Regions from separate parts of the Triticum aestivum genome. Here region 2 is linked to region 1. A link is a contact called in public Hi-C data. All regions are on one chromosome and are shown on one strand. Each heading gives the region's core, a stretch centred on a gene start, on an enhancer-like site or on the middle of the called end of the contact. The rest is flanking DNA. Distances are from core to core; before and after follow the strand shown.

Evidence for each region. A called contact is a pair of places that touch in the nucleus more often than the background predicts.
Region 2: a Hi-C map of leaf shows a contact between it and region 1, with 5 times the contacts expected there. The contact joins the promoter of LOC123052050 here to the promoter of LOC123052049 in region 1. A contact is called at or near these places in 3 of 5 Hi-C or Micro-C datasets (all in leaf).

The regions. Positions count from the first base shown.
Region 1 is chr2D:117,467,111-117,474,714 of IWGSC CS RefSeq v2.1, forward strand. It overlaps LOC123052049, which reads left to right and starts at 2,846. Exons shown (of 2, transcript XM_044475100.1): 1 at 2,846-4,149; 2 at 4,249-4,675. The coding sequence starts at 3,175. The coding sequence ends at 4,401. LOC123052047 (ATP-dependent RNA helicase DEAH12, chloroplastic) reads left to right here. Exons shown (of 9, transcript XR_006424427.1): 9 at 62-693.
Region 2 is chr2D:117,939,292-117,947,123 of IWGSC CS RefSeq v2.1, forward strand. It overlaps LOC123052050 (GEM-like protein 1), which reads right to left and starts at 5,082. Exons shown (of 4, transcript XM_044475101.1): 1 at 4,773-5,082; 2 at 4,524-4,625; 3 at 4,145-4,419; 4 at 3,423-3,793. The coding sequence starts at 4,920. The coding sequence ends at 3,617.

The sequences.
Region 1 (7,604 bases), core at 1,596-4,095:
TTCTAAGTTCTAATCGGTCACTGAGATTCCTTTGGACGAACTAATCTTTGCACTTCTTCAGGATCAAACATAGCATCAGCGCACTTGTCTTCTCAAAGGGCGGCGGCAGACTTCCTGAATGAGGGCGTGGAACTTGTTGTGGAACTTTGGGAAGCTGACAGGAATGCGAGTTCTACAGAAGCCCTGCAGAGAACGCTTAGTGGGGATTTGCAAGGTGATTGGTGTGGTTGTGCAATCTTGGTTGCCCCTTTATGGACGAAAATTTTGCAGGGTGGCCTCGATTCAAGGAGGTGATTGGTCGCATGGTGTGATCCTGATATTACTCATGTGGAGCAGCATTGCGCATGGTGGTTTTGATGTGAGTTGACGGATAGCTGTTGTAAGGCGATCTCAGCTGCCATTCGTGGATACCATGCGACTAGGTAGGGCAGGAGAGTTGCTGCTGCGTTGGGATCATGGAGGTGGAAAACGTGCAATGTTCTCGTTGCTAGCCGAACGGCTATGCATAGTTGAGGCTTCAGTTCTTCAGATTGCTTTACATCATGTATGTAGAGCTCACTTTCCTTGTTTAATTTGTTCACATGAAACACTCAATTTGCCAGTGTAGTTTTCCTGTGTATCATTGCGAAAATAGATATAAGCTGATGTACAAAATCAACGTGTGCGGCATCGATGTTTTTTTTTTCGGAACTACCGACAGGGATGCAGCCTATTTCTCACCCAAAGATAGTACCCATCCAAGTTCAGATCGATGTAAGAACCGTACTGCAGTGCGATGATTTGTGATCGTAGTCATGCTAAGCAAGTAGAACCGTACTGCAGTGCGATAATAATAATGTTTATTTGCAGGTTGTGTGGTGGCGTTGTGCCCGGCACAGAATGCGTGGAGGTTTGCTGCACCACCACTACTGAAGTGGTGAGGGAGAAGTGGAGACGACATGGCAAACACGCTGTGTTGTGTTGGTCATTCAAGTTCGCCTTCTATTGTATTACTAGGATGTCCTTCAGTCCTGCATATACCATATGGCTGCTACTACGCGTAATCCGGCTGATGCAAAACCGAAGATAAACCGCCTCATACACCGTTCGATTAGATAGATGAGAGCCGTCCGTTCGACTTCAACTCCTCTAGCACACGCTGCAGTGCAGTCCCAGCCCGCGCAACTGGCGCTTGACTGCGGTCCAACAAGCCTGCGCAACTGGCGCTTCGTCGTGGTGGTCGTTGAAGCATTTCCGTAGTCGTCGATGTCGTCGTGATCGTCGAAGCATCACCACGACCATTGAAGCATGCCTTGTTGCATGGTTGCGGTCGTCATCACTGTCATGGCATACCTCGCCGGCCTAGTCGTTGAAGCATTGTTGTGGTCGTCGAAGTCATCATGATCATGGAAGCATTGCCACGGCCATTCATCGACGTTGTCGTCGTCGTCGTTGAAGCATTGTTGTGGTCGTCGAAGTCGTCATGATCATGGAAGCATTGCCACGACCATTCATCGACGTTGTCGTCATCGTCGTCGAAGCATCGTCACGACCATTGAAGCATGCCTCGTCGTCAACGCTGTCATGGCATGCCTCGTCGCCCTAGTCGTTGGCGTATTTTTGTGGCTGTCGAAGTCGTCATGGTCATGAAAGCATTGCCACGGTCGGGATGACTATGCGCTCGCCTCCGCTCTCCTTCCTCCCGTCCGCTTCCCCGTTTCGCTGGCTCATCGCTGTGAGGAGCGTCGCGTCAGGAGGCTAGTGGATGTGAGATGAAAGGGTGAGGTCGTGACTCGTGAGGATGAGAAGTGAATGCATGAGTAATGACTTAATGTTGCAATAGGAGTGGTAGAAAAAAAGGAGAGCTGAACGGCCTGGCAGCCTGGGCGGGCCTGCGTCCCTGGTTGATCGCGCGCATGATAGGAGCCGCACGATCTCGCTCGATCGGACGACGCGCGAGGCGGTTTGCGCCAGCGAGAAATCAGTCGGATGAAAGAAAGCGTTTTTCATACCATATATGCAATCTGCTTGCTCAACCACGGTAGTTGTTTTTTAGGCCTTGTTCAATGCAAGAAAAAAAATCGTTTTTTTTGCATAGATGCTTATTTATAGAGGAACATCCCTCTTGTAAAGATAAACATTGATGCTTAATAAAAACTTGGTTCACTTTTTTTAGGAACATATGTACCGTGCTTTGGATCTAAAATCCAAAAAAATACAAAGTAATTATAGTGACTAAGAATTACAATGATATCTGTCGAAAACATCTATGTGGTATCAATCTTTGCAAAACGAAATACTCCAATTTTTTCAGTAAAAGGACTGCAATTAAATCGAAGCAGCGATTCGATCACCCTTTCGCTCACATGAATTTGACTACCAATGAAGGTTTCTGGAAGCCCCATGAGTCGTACATCCAAAGAGACGGGAAGCCTTAAGTGATCGGCTTGGATGAACGTTTCAAAGTGTATGCCGTTGAATCACAAGATCTTCACTATGGTGTTGAGGAAAAAATACAACTCCAGACATAATCAAACCAACGAAAACAGTTTGACACAATAACATAAATTCATTACCGAATAATCGGATGTGCGAGACACAAACCTCTCTAGTTTCGTGGCACTGTCAGAAAAGAACGAGAATAGCTTTATTCTCACAAAACCATGCCGGCGAAGAACATAAAACTCTTAAAATCCAAGGTCCCAACGCCAGGTGGCAGCCGGGAGGCGAGGGGAAAGTATATGCGGGCGATGCCGGCTCTTCTCTCAAGAAACCCTCATGTACGTATATATTTTGATAACCGGGATCCTACTTAGACTCGGTTCATTTTATTAAGCAACTTGCATTGTATAAGATGGCCAGGTGAGAAAAGAAAATAGGTACTAATTGCCACCGGATAGACGGCCGCAGGAGAGCATTTCCGAATAAAACTGTTCACCCTCCCACCAGCGGAACAAAGGAAATAATCGATTTCTTTCGCTGAAATAAAATCCCTCCTCTTACTTTTCTTGTCTCCTCTCTCCCGTCCTAGCCCGTGAGTTGACTTAGTTTTGCTCACCGCAAGAAATTAGACGACCTCTACAATCCGATCAGAATTTCGCTTCAACCTGTATTCGCCCTGCAAGGCTGCAACTGCGTCCTCGGCGTGTCATCGGCGTGCAGCTGAGGCCGCGGCGAGAAGCTGAAAGCCGCGCCATGGAATTGGAGGCCCCGGTGGTCGAAGCAGATCCGGGGAGAAGGATCACAAGAGGAGCAGGAGGCGGCGGCGGCGGCGGCGGCGAGGGGGAGGGCCCGGCTGGTCGAACCACCCTCCTGCCCTGCCCCAACTGCGACATCCAGGTGGTGCACAAGCTGGCGCAGCTGCTGCTCCCGGGCCTGGCCGCGGCGTGCGTCGACAGCACCCTCGGGAGCCCCTCCTCCGCGCTCGCCGTCCAGCTGCGCGCGGAGCTGGTGCGCTACGTCGCGCACCGCAGCAGCAGCCCGCCCGAGGCGGAGGAGGAGGAGGATCCGATCGACCGCGATGACCCGGCCGAGGCGCTGGCCGTCTTCCTGGACGACTTCGCGGGCAGCAAGAGGAGCGTCGCCGTCTCCATCGCCGGCTGGCTGCCGTACCTGGGCGGCGGCGACGACGGCCGCGACGACCGGATCGAGGACCTCGTCGAGGAGATGGAGGCGAGCCGCTTCTGGCCGGTCGAGAGGCGGGAGGCCGTCGCGCGGGACCTCCTCCGCGGCCTGGACGACGGCGGCGGCCGGTTCTGCTGCCGCGACGAGCTGGAGACCCATGAGGAGCTCGCCGACCACGTCGCCGCGCGCTGCCGATTCAGGCCCGTGCGGTGCCGGAACCAGGCCCAGGGCTGCCGGGCCGAGGTCTCCGCCTGCCGCGCCGACGCGCACGACGAGGCGTGCGCCTTCAAGCTCCTCCCCTGCGAGCAGCGCTGCGGCCTCGCCGTCGCCCGGCGCCAGATGGACCGGCACTGCGTCACCGTCTGCCCCATGAAGCTCGCCAACTGCCCCTTCTACCAGCTCGGCTGCGAGTCCGCCTTCCCGGCCTGCAACCTCGGGTCGCACTGCGCCGAGTTCCTTCGGCCTCACCTCCGCCTGCTCCTTAGTCCCAGCAAGATCGGCGCTGATCGTCTGGATCCGGAGGAGCGTCTTCTACGGCTGGAGAAGGTGTCCATCTCCTCTCTTCTACTGTAGTTTTCTAACATTGCTTGCTTAATTTATTGGCAAAATACTGGTAAAACTGATGCTACTCTATGTATGTTTCAGTATGATTCCGATGGTGCATTGGGCGAAGCTTTGGACGTGAGGTCTCTCACCAAAGCTCTTGCTGAGCTAGAGAAGAAGATGGACGCTGAAGATGGTTCCCCCGGTTACACCGGAGACGACAACAAACAGCTCTGCACTAGTTTCGTTCCCTGATGCAGAATTTTTTGGAAAAAAAGCATTTTTGTTTCTTATACACTCCCTCTGTACCATAATATATATGTCGTTTTAACAGTTCAAATTGAATTGCTAAAACGAAATATATTATTTTAGGGGGGAGTATTTTTGGAAAGCACCACACCTTTTTTTCTTGAACAATCGGCAGAAGCGTTGTCCTTTTATTCAGAAGAACATATAATTTGTACAAAAAACGATAATCTCATTAATTAAGCAGTTTATACAAGGTTTGCGAAAAGTTTAAGTGCTACAATGGAGTAGGTTTTACGTTTTATGCTCTCAGCATTATTTGTCTCGAATGCTTCGCGCTGGTAGTAGTCCAAAGTGATGCCTCTTTCTTGATGACATCAAGTAGCATTGTGGGCGTCGCCGATTTATGGCAGAAATTTCTAGCATTTTCTCGTTTGAATTCATCCAAGAAATGACCATGTTGCGGGAGGCAATGGCCTTCTATTAGGCTTGTTGTTGCTTCACTTGTTGATCCATCATTCTTCGAGCGAGCACTCCGCCAACTAAGAGGAGTTTCGATGGCATCAAGGCATAGCCACTACTTGGTCAAGTTCTATAGCCTTAGGGTGAATCCACACTAGAAGAGAAGATTGCCGTAGATTTTTGCACTCTTTTGCACAAGGGGCAAAGGCCATGATTTTGCCAACTTCGCTTGGCTGACTGATCGGCGGTCCAAGTTCTATTCTGACCATGCAAAAAAGTTGGCCTTTGGCAGCGCCCATGCACCCACATTGAACTCTTCATCATGGACGAATGTGTCGAACCGCTGTATTGTGTGTTGTATGCGGTGGCTTCCGAGTAGTGACTGCTTTCTGTGTGTTTCCACACAATCCATCCTTGGTGTTTGCGCTGAGTTGAATTTTACGAAAGCATGCCCAAAGGAAGACGAACTTATGGAAGTGTTCCATGGATAGGAGGGAACTGATTTTTTGTCTTGTGGATCCACGCATCATCCATCATGGCTTCCCACACTTCCCAATTCTTCCCCAGTGAGACCACGTAGATAAGGGTGGGGGGCAATGTCCTTTGGCTTTTTATCGTTAAGCCACAGGGAGTCGCAAAAAGGGGCACAAGCGCCATTACTCATTGTGATGGTGGTAGAAGAATATAATAGGTCAAGTCCGCCTCATCGCACGGGTTCCCCATGCCCACCCACATCCTTGAAGACTATTTCCATTCATACCATGGCCATCTCAATCTTAGAGTATAGGACAATTTCTCAAGGTGAAGCACACCTAGGCCCCCCGGATCCTTGGGACTACAAACCGTTACCCAATTAATCACATTTGACGCCAATTGTTTTGTCGGTACCCGACCACAAGAAAGCCCTCTCAGCCTTGTGAGTCCTCTCATTTATCCTAGACGACCTCAAACCCCAATTCCATATCTTATGAACTCAATTCGTATTGTCATTGTACACCCAAAACGGGGAGATTGAAAGTGCAACTTTATCCTTAAGTGGGTTTTGGTGTATATGACAATATAAATTGATGAGTAACCTTGTGTGTTGAGTATCTATAATACCTAAATAGTTCATCCCCACTATCCTATTTCTCTTAACATGTAGGCTATCCACCTCAGCAGCCTTGCCACCTCATCAATTGCTTTTTTTTACTTTGTGCAGCTCTCCACGTCAGCATTTGTTTTAAAAGAAATCGTGTGATTCGACTCTGGTAACCGAAGAGGTCTCCGTGGTGTGTAGACGACGAGTCGGTGTAATAATGGATAAAGGGAGCCCAACAGAAGCCCATCCGTCCATCTCTTCCACGTACCTCTTCTCCACCGCGCTCGCCTCCACCCCCCTCGACCCCTCCCTGCCGCTCCACCTCTCGCCGCCGAGCCCCCTCCCGGTCCCGGGGCTCCCCTCCGCACACGCCTCCTGCACCGCGCGCGACACCACCCGCGCCTACCGCCGCTCGACCTCCAAGTCCAACTCGCGGCAACCGACGCCTCCTCTGCCTTCCGCGCCGACCACCGCCTCTGGAGCCTCCTTAGGCAGGACCATTGTCTCAGCTACCCTCTTCGTTCGGCCCGGCAGCCAGGCTCCCGTCAGACGCCTCTTCGGCAGGACCGGTGGCCCGGCTCTCATCTGCATTCGGCACGGCGGCTGAGGCCTCATTTTACGGCCCTCCGGCAGGACCCAGTTTGCAGGAAACCATCTGACGATTTCCAGTCTGATTCCACTGCCGATTGTGATGGTACCCATCTACTGATTTCAGTATCGAGTCCTAGGGCTCTCCACCACGTGCGGGCATCAATTGATTCAGATAGAACTGAACCAGTTTGATTTTTATTTTTTTGTGTGGATTTTGCAGCAAGGAAGCTCCTGATGACAAGTCGATGTGAATTTTTAGTAGGGGAAACATCTAGATACGAACCATTGGATAGGTTTAGTATCTTATTGGAATTGCTGATTTTCTTGATATAGCATGCACATATGCATGGCAGACTATGGAGAGCAATCCATGATTCAGGTTGAGTTATTCATGAACGATTTTTCCCGGTTTATACCAGTTGCGAGCATCATTAATACACACCTATCCAGCCAGGTGGACAATGCTCAGTTGTGTTTTCATGTAAGTATTTTCCCTTCACGATCAGAACCCTTCACATACAACTTGGGGTGTCAGGTCTGTTTACTGGTATTGACGTAGTTTGCTTTTGTTAACATAGCTCGAGAGCATGAATGCAGAAGTGGAGAAAGTTTAAACTGATACAAGAGTCCTAAAAAAAGGATTCGAGAAGTAATTGTTTTGACTTTCGTCATAATTCTAGCAGATGAACCCCTATTGTACTACGTGTTTCTATCCAACCCATAAGTAGTACGCATGGACACACCTAAACTGAAATTTGGCTTTACGCTAAATGAAACAAATCACCTTGGGTTTGGAAGATACCTGTACTTGATGCTCATGTGTGATATTTGTTGTCTCATGAGATACTTGATTATTTGTAATTACCAGATATCACTGGTAATGGGTCATGTAGTCTAGGCCCTGATAGAAAATGATCTGTGATCGTTTTGCATAACAGTTATGGTTATATGTAGATCATATAGGGTAAGGTTCTCGGAAGTATGTGTACAGTTAGCTTATGTGTGATCTGTTGGGAAACGTAGTAATTTCAAAAATATTCCTACGCACACGCAAGATCATGGTGATGCATAGAAACGA
Region 2 (7,832 bases), core at 3,832-6,331, 470 kb after region 1:
AGCATCAGGTAGCAATGTTCAGAGCATGAAATGAACATGCTACAGGAACTTAACATGGCAAAACAAGGCATGACAGGAACTTTAACCCTTCAAGTAATGTCGCCGCAGTAGAAGCAGGAATGAAATTACCTCTGTGGTCTCTAACTATCGCCCCACATGACCCCGAATGCAGATCCTCAATAAAAGAAGCATCAACATTTAGAACTTGTTGCGCTGCCAAAAAAATGGGCCATGTGTTCCGTCTAGGTGCAGTAGTTTGTTTCGCTGCCGCTCGTGTGAAGTTAAGAGCCAATGCATGGATGGCCAGCGTCGATCGCAATGGCGTCTGCACTTTCTCCCCTCTAACTTGTTGTCTACGCTGCCACCATACAAACCAGATCGTTGTAGCTATCAACTTTGGAAGCTCTATCGAGTCCTCATAATTCTGTTGCATCGATTGATCACACAAAAGAAATTCCAGCACAGCGGAACCCGAGCGATCAACAAGTGAAGCGTCCTGTACAATCCTCTCAATCCCAAGCACATCCCAGACTGCCTTTGCTCTCACGCAGTTAAACAACGCATGCTTGATATCTTCTGCTCCCGCTTTGCAAATTGGGCATTGAGAATACTACCAATGTGACGGTTTGCAAGAACACAAAATTAGGGAATAGTATTATGTAGACATCTCCATAGAAAGATCTTAATTTTTTTTCCGGCAGTTTTAGACTCCAAATTTTCCTCCATACCTGGTGCGACCGAGAACCACCATGGCGACTCATACTAGTGCTATCATTGTATGTATCCTCCCATTCTTTATAGTAGGCCGAACGTACTGAGAAAATTCCGCTTTTCGTAAGATGACATGCAATGTAATCCTCCGTTACCTGATTGCGGAATCTACAGAATACGCTCTGCATCAATATGTCAAAAGTTGTCCCGGATTAGTTGTTTATTCCACTCCCCCATAACAGGATCTATAAGATCATTCACTCTTGACAATACTTGATTACCCCTTACTATCACCACTTTCCTTGATGCACTGCTTGGGATCCAACAATCACTCTAAATAACTAGTTTTGCACCATCTCTACTCTCCACGTGCAGCCCTTCTTGAAGGTTTGGATCCCTACCCATATGCTCCGCCATACATACGATGACCCTTTTAAATTCACGGTTAGGAATATCCCCACTGGGGTAATATCTAGCTCTCAACACTCTGGCACACAATGATTCATTGTTCTCAATCAACCTACAACACTATTTTGCCAGCATCGCCAAATTGAAACTATGAATGTCACGGAAACCCATACCTACTTGCTCCTTTGGCACACACATTTTCCACCATACAAACCAATGCATCCTACGTTGGTCATCCTCGTCACCCCACCAATACTGCGACATTGCATCAGTGATCCCCTTACAAATTTTCTTTGGGAATTTAAACACACTCATCGCATATGTAGGGATGGCTTGGGCCACCTCTTTTAGTAAGGCCTCCTTACCTCCAAAGGAGAGGGTTATCTCTTTCCATCCATTCATCAATTTCTGGATCCTCTCTATTAAGTGTTTGAAGCAATTAACCCGATCAACACCAATCATAGAGGGAAGCCCCAAATATTTATCCGACTGTGATTCCGTCATAATATGCAGTATTTGACATATCTCAGCTTTAACCTCCACATCAGTATTGGGACTAAAAAACATAGAACATTTGGCCTTGCTTACCAATTGTTCGGAGGCTGAACAATACTCATCCAAGATCGTTCTCAACGCCTGGGCATTTAACTGATCTGCTTTCATCAATATAAGTGAATCATCAGCGAACAATAAATGAGAAATTATGGGAGAGTCACGACAGACCTGAACACCCTTTAAATTATCAGCCGCCTCCTCATGGGGCGCAGATAGGCCTTCCGCACAGAGCAGAAATAGATAGGGAGATAGGGGATCCCCCTACCTAAGACCTCTTGTTAGGGAGAACGGTAAAGTTTCATTAGAATTAAACCTCACTTTGTATTCAATGGAAGTGACGCACGCTATGACCAGCTGAATCCATCTCTGATCAAAACCAAGCTTCCCTAGGATTGCTTTCAAAAGGACTCATGCAACTCTATCGTACGCCTTATGCATATCCAGTTTTACCGCGCATGTGCCCACTTTTCCTGTCTTTCTTTTCTTCATTGTGTGTAAACACTCATATGCAACAATAACATTATGAGTGATGTTGGAGTATAATGTCTGACCCTCTCCCATAGTTCGGAGTTTTGGAGCAACTGGCTGGAGCATGAATTCAGTATGGTGTCGGAGTCACAAGGTCTCGGGATCAAATCCTAGTCAACGCACTATTTAATATAAAAATAGTTGTGATGTAATCTCAATCCCACGTATAAGGTCTTCTTGGACGTTCACGGCCTAGACGTGAGGGAGAATGTTGAAATATATTGCCCACGTCTCTTCATTAGTTCGAACTTTTGAGAAACTTGGCTAGCGGATCAGTTCAATAAGTGATAATTAGGCCGGGGACAAAGGCACTCTGCGTCTCACTAATTATATTAGGCAATAACGGTTTCAGTCTTGCTGCCAACATTTTAGATATTACCTTATAGACAGCGCTGCAAAGATTTATTGGGCGAAACTGAGTTACCTTCTCTGGATTGTCAATTTTGGGTATAAGAACAATAGTGGTCTGATTCCATCCCTCCGGTATTACACCACTGTTTACTGCCTGGAGCACTTCCCTAATCAAGTCCTCACCTAAATAGGCTAGAACTTTTTATAGAAAATGGCCTGTGGCCCATCCAGCTCTGGGGCCTTTAAGTCACCAATGCTAAATAGAGCACTCCTCACTTCCTCCGCCGTGTAAGGTGCTAAAAGAGTTTCATTCATATAATCCATTACACAATGTTTCACTTTATTTAAGACTCTTCTTTGTGAATCTTTGTAGTTCATGAAGAACAATCTGTCGATCACTCGTGGTAGATACTTGAGGTGATCTCCGAACCTTTATAGACTTCTTCTTCATGAAGCACAATCACTCTTGGTCACTGAACTCGTGGTAGATACTTGAGGTGATCTCCGAACCGTAGATACTTGAGGTGATCTCCGAACCTTTATAGACTTCTTCTTCATGAAGCACAATTACCCTTGGTCACTGAAGAACTTGACACCTAACCGTCTAGAGAGTTCGCAGCTCTCAAGAGTAATAGGTGGAGCGTACTGGACTTGAATCGCTAAACCACTATCTATTTTCTCGCTCTGGGATTTTTCTCTCGGTAGATTTTAAACACAAAATCACTCGGAGACTCGGAGTGTGTTGAAGCATGCCGCATTCAGCATAGACATATATCGATAGTGTGTTGAAGCATGCACTAACCTCAAGTTATCAAGGCACTGGCAGGAGCATCTTTGGCTCATTATACACATAGATTGCAGTGCAAGAATGAGGGCAGCAAACAACACAAACAAAGCTTAAGATTCCTCTGATATTTACAACACAGTTGGGCCACACTACTGAATACTGATACATGAATGTACTGCTTATTTAAGCCAGAAATTTGAACCAAAATACACAAGAATGGTCTATAGACATCAACATGGGCCATCACAACGGATGCATGCGACGGGGAAGTGATGTCTAGGCGCCACCACGAGCAGCATCCTGGAGACACTTCACAGCGCTGTCATAGTTCACGAAGCCCATGAACCAGAAGTCATGGTTATCGACAGAAACGACCTGGATGTACCTCTCCGCAGGGTTCTGTTGACTTGCGGTAGGAGTGACTGATCTCAGGTGAGGTACAGGTACAACTATCTGCGAAAACATGCAAATATGAATATGATCAGTTGGAGTACAAAACAAAACAAAACAAAAATGATCACTCTCGGCTTAGATGACCCAGAGGAACAACAAAAACAAGCGATGTTTCCATGTCTTGTTCAATGCTATTAGTATGGGAGTTGCAGATTAGCAAAACATTAAAAATCTTATGCTCTGTCAAAGCAGATTGAGTTTGACTCATCAACACAGAATGGGAGTATAATAAAGCGATTTTGATGCAATAATGTGTTTTCTCATCAAGTATAAGTAGGTAGTGGTAAAGATATGAAAATGTCCGTTAGTTTTAAAATGAATATATAAGAACTAGTATTGCAGATCACCTACCTTGTAAATGGCTGACGCGGTCTGATTATCCTCGGTGACATATGCCACGGGGCTGTCACTACAGAATGCAAGCTTGGCGGTCGAGACGTACAAGACGCCCATTATCGGACCATGAGAGGTCGAGAGGTAGCACGCGTAGGCCTTCTTGAGCTTCTCATCAGGCAAGCACTCGAACGTCTGCTGGAATATCTTGTCGTACCCCCCTTCCGATATGACCTTGGATATCTGAGCGATCCTCCCCATTGCAGCATCCGTAATGCTAGGCCCGGTTTTCACTGCACAAGTCCACACAAGTTCATGGATTGGTCAACATGTATGAACGCTGTGGTTCATCATCTCGTGCGGCATATGATGTTGTGTTGGGGAACGGGAGACTCACAGTGCTGCCAGACGTCGCCGGCGATGCCCTCGGTCTTGCGCGCGGCCTCGCTGAACCTCTTCCCCACCGAGCCGAACATCTCCCTGAGATTCTCCCTGGTGCCTGCGGGCAACCAATCCCCAAACAATTGATAACCGTCAGCAGAAACACTAACCAAGTGACAATCAAATTCAGTCCCAGAACAAGAGCTGGGGCAGCAGAGCAGGACACCGGGAGATAGGTAGTGGTTGGCAGTGGTAGGTGACTTACTCTTGGCGGGCGGTCCGGAGGAGGGCGACGACAGCACGTAGGGGTTGGAGCCCGCGGGCGCCACGACCGGCGGCGGCGGCGGCGCGAGGTCCGCCGGGGACATGCGCGGGTACGCCGCGGCCGCGTGGGCTTCGGGCTTGGAGTCCATGGGCGATCGGCAGGAGGAGGAGGAGCAAGCGGGGACGAGACGGGGAGAGAGATCAGGAACGAGGGAGAGCAGCGGCAGAGTTGACGGCTCCGAGAGGGACGTGGTGGGGGAGCGAGCGACACGGCGACGCAATCAAGCGCGTGAGACTATAATGGTGGGAGCGAGCGTCCAACTGTCACAGACTCACAAGTAACCGACGCGCTCCGCGTCGACACAGCGTGAGCGCACCCGCCCGTGTCGTGCCGTTGCGGTCGGCTGCCGCAAACTAGTGCGCGTTGTCCGCTGATGGCGCGCGGCAAACAGCCCCAACCCGTTGCGGTCAGCTAGTTTTTCCTCATCTTTTGCCAGTTTGAAATTCAGCTGACTACAGAAACAAAAAAAAAAGTAATGGGGCTGGCTTAGGGGTCAGGTAACCCAAAATAAAATTTGGGCGAAAGCCAGATGGCCTTCTTACACCTACGGCTCTCCCTCTTTCTCGGCAAGCCTGCACAGTTTTGGGCTGGATGCCTTGCCGGCATACCGCGGCCACAGGAGGGAGGAAATTCATCCCTCCACCCAATTACCTTAGAGCATCTCCAGCCGTTGGCACCTTCAAAAACACCACTGAATCAAAAAAGTTGGTGTCTTGGAGATCATCCGGCGAAATAAAGAGCATCTTCTCACACACCCCACCCCAAGTAAAAGTTTGTGAGAAGGATAACTAAGTGGGCCAAGAAAAAGGACATGTGGTCAAACACGATTCGCCGAAACTTTCGCCAGCGCCCCCAAGAGATCCCCAACGCGCCGGGTTTCGCCTGGGTTTGCCAGCGCTATGTTGACGTCCTGGAGGTGTTGGGGGCGTGGCTGGGCCGTTTTTCGGCGAAAAGCGCCGTCCAAGCCTGAAACCGAGCCTAAAAAGGTGTCCTGAGGGCGTCTTGAGGGGGCGAGTGGAGATGCTCTTACCAACCAAGCAGCACAATGATCCAAACAATTTCCGTGAGGTGGAAGGAAACCAGCAGAAAGTTAATGCTTCGTAGAACGAAATCAGCAGAAAGTTAATGTTTCGTAGAACGAAATCAGCAGAAAGTTAATGCTACAAAGGTACAGTCCTGGAGTACTAATGATCATTAGACCAAGCCAACACAGGGAGGAAATAATGATCATCCCTCCAAACAATTATTTTACCAAACAAGCAGCACAATGATCCAAACAATTTCTGACGATTCACGCCAATAATTTTTAACTTGATTAGGGGGGGAATAATAATAAGCCCCAACAGGTGAACATTTAAACAAGATATTCATGGAATAACAGAGCGCATGGCATCATACTAGCTGAACCTTTCTGGGGGTATAAACCTACCACCAAAAGAACTGCCTGACTAACATAACTAGAACTTGCAAAGAGCTTAACAAATGATGACCTCACTTTCCCACTGCAAACCCTCACAGGGCAAAGAAGACACCTGAAAATTGGTAGCAGAAACTAAATGGATTAACCCGTTGCAGTTCTTCTAACAGAGCAAAAACTGTGGCAGTAAACAAGGCATGATATTCAAGCTGATCGCAAGCCTGATAGGTAATCAAACGCATTGTCTTCTCCAAACTTATTGTTAATAATGACTAATGAGGAGGTAATCTGGTGTTTTGGCATATTAATGACTAATGACGAGGTAATCTACATAGCTAGTGATTCTGAACATGTTATCTTCTTAACAGAAAATGCGAACCATACGAATTGTACTGCAAAATATGTACTACATGAGAATACAACAAATCAGTTGATCAAAGAGAAGTAGAACTAAAAAGCGATGAGCATTACCCATACTAAGCCTTGACCATAAAGATGCCAACCGGCCATGAAAATACTAGTTAATGCAAAGGTTAGTTGTATGATTGAATTATCTGACTACTGATGAGCCTCTTTTTTGAGACCAACAGGCACAGATAGTTACATCAAAAGAAAAAAAAACAAGGTAGACAAGGAAAACAGCACAAAGCTGTGATTACATGCGTGAAAGGTACCAAAGATCTTTAGACCAAAGCCCAGCATAGGGAGGAAATCATCGTCCCTCGATAAAATTACCAAATAAGGAGCAGAATGATCCAATCAATTTCCAACGACGTACAAAAAGATATAGTCAGGGAAACAATAAGTTCCAAAGTCGGTAGTTAAGCAAGATGTTCCTGAAATAACAGACCGCATGGCATCACAGTAGCAGACCTTTTTTGTATAAACCTACCACTAAAAGAACTGTCCGACTAACACAAGTGGAAATTTGGGAAGAGCATAACAAATGATGCCCTCACTTCCCCACTGCAACCCTCACGGGCCAAACAACACACTTGAAAATTGGCAGCAGAAATTAAATGGATTAATCCCTTGCAGTTTTTCTAAGAACAGAACAATACTCTGTCAGTAAACAAGACATGATATTCGAGCTGATCGGTGACCAAACGCATATTCAAGCCTTGATAGGTAACCAAACACATTGTCTTCTCCAAATTTCAAAGACTGAGTTTACACATATAGCGTCATGTCACTAGAGCTGTTTCAGCAATAGTAGTACTTACTAAAATATTAATAACAACTTTTAAGGTAAGAGCTTTTTGCATCCAGCTCGTACTTTGGGATATTAATGACTAATGAGGAGGCAATCTACGTAATTAGTAATTTTGAACATGTGTATTCCGAAAAAGTAATTTCGAACATGTTATCTTCTTAACAAAAATGTGAACCAAAAGAATAGTACTGCAGTGTAACTATCTTACAATAAAAGAAATTGACAGTGGAACAAGATGGGAATTCACAATTTTTTATTCGGACAGGAAGCTACATATATACATGAAAATACCACAAAATCGGTTCATCAATGAGAAGTAGAACTAAAAAGAGACGAGCATAACCGTTGGGCATTGCTGGTAGAAAAACTC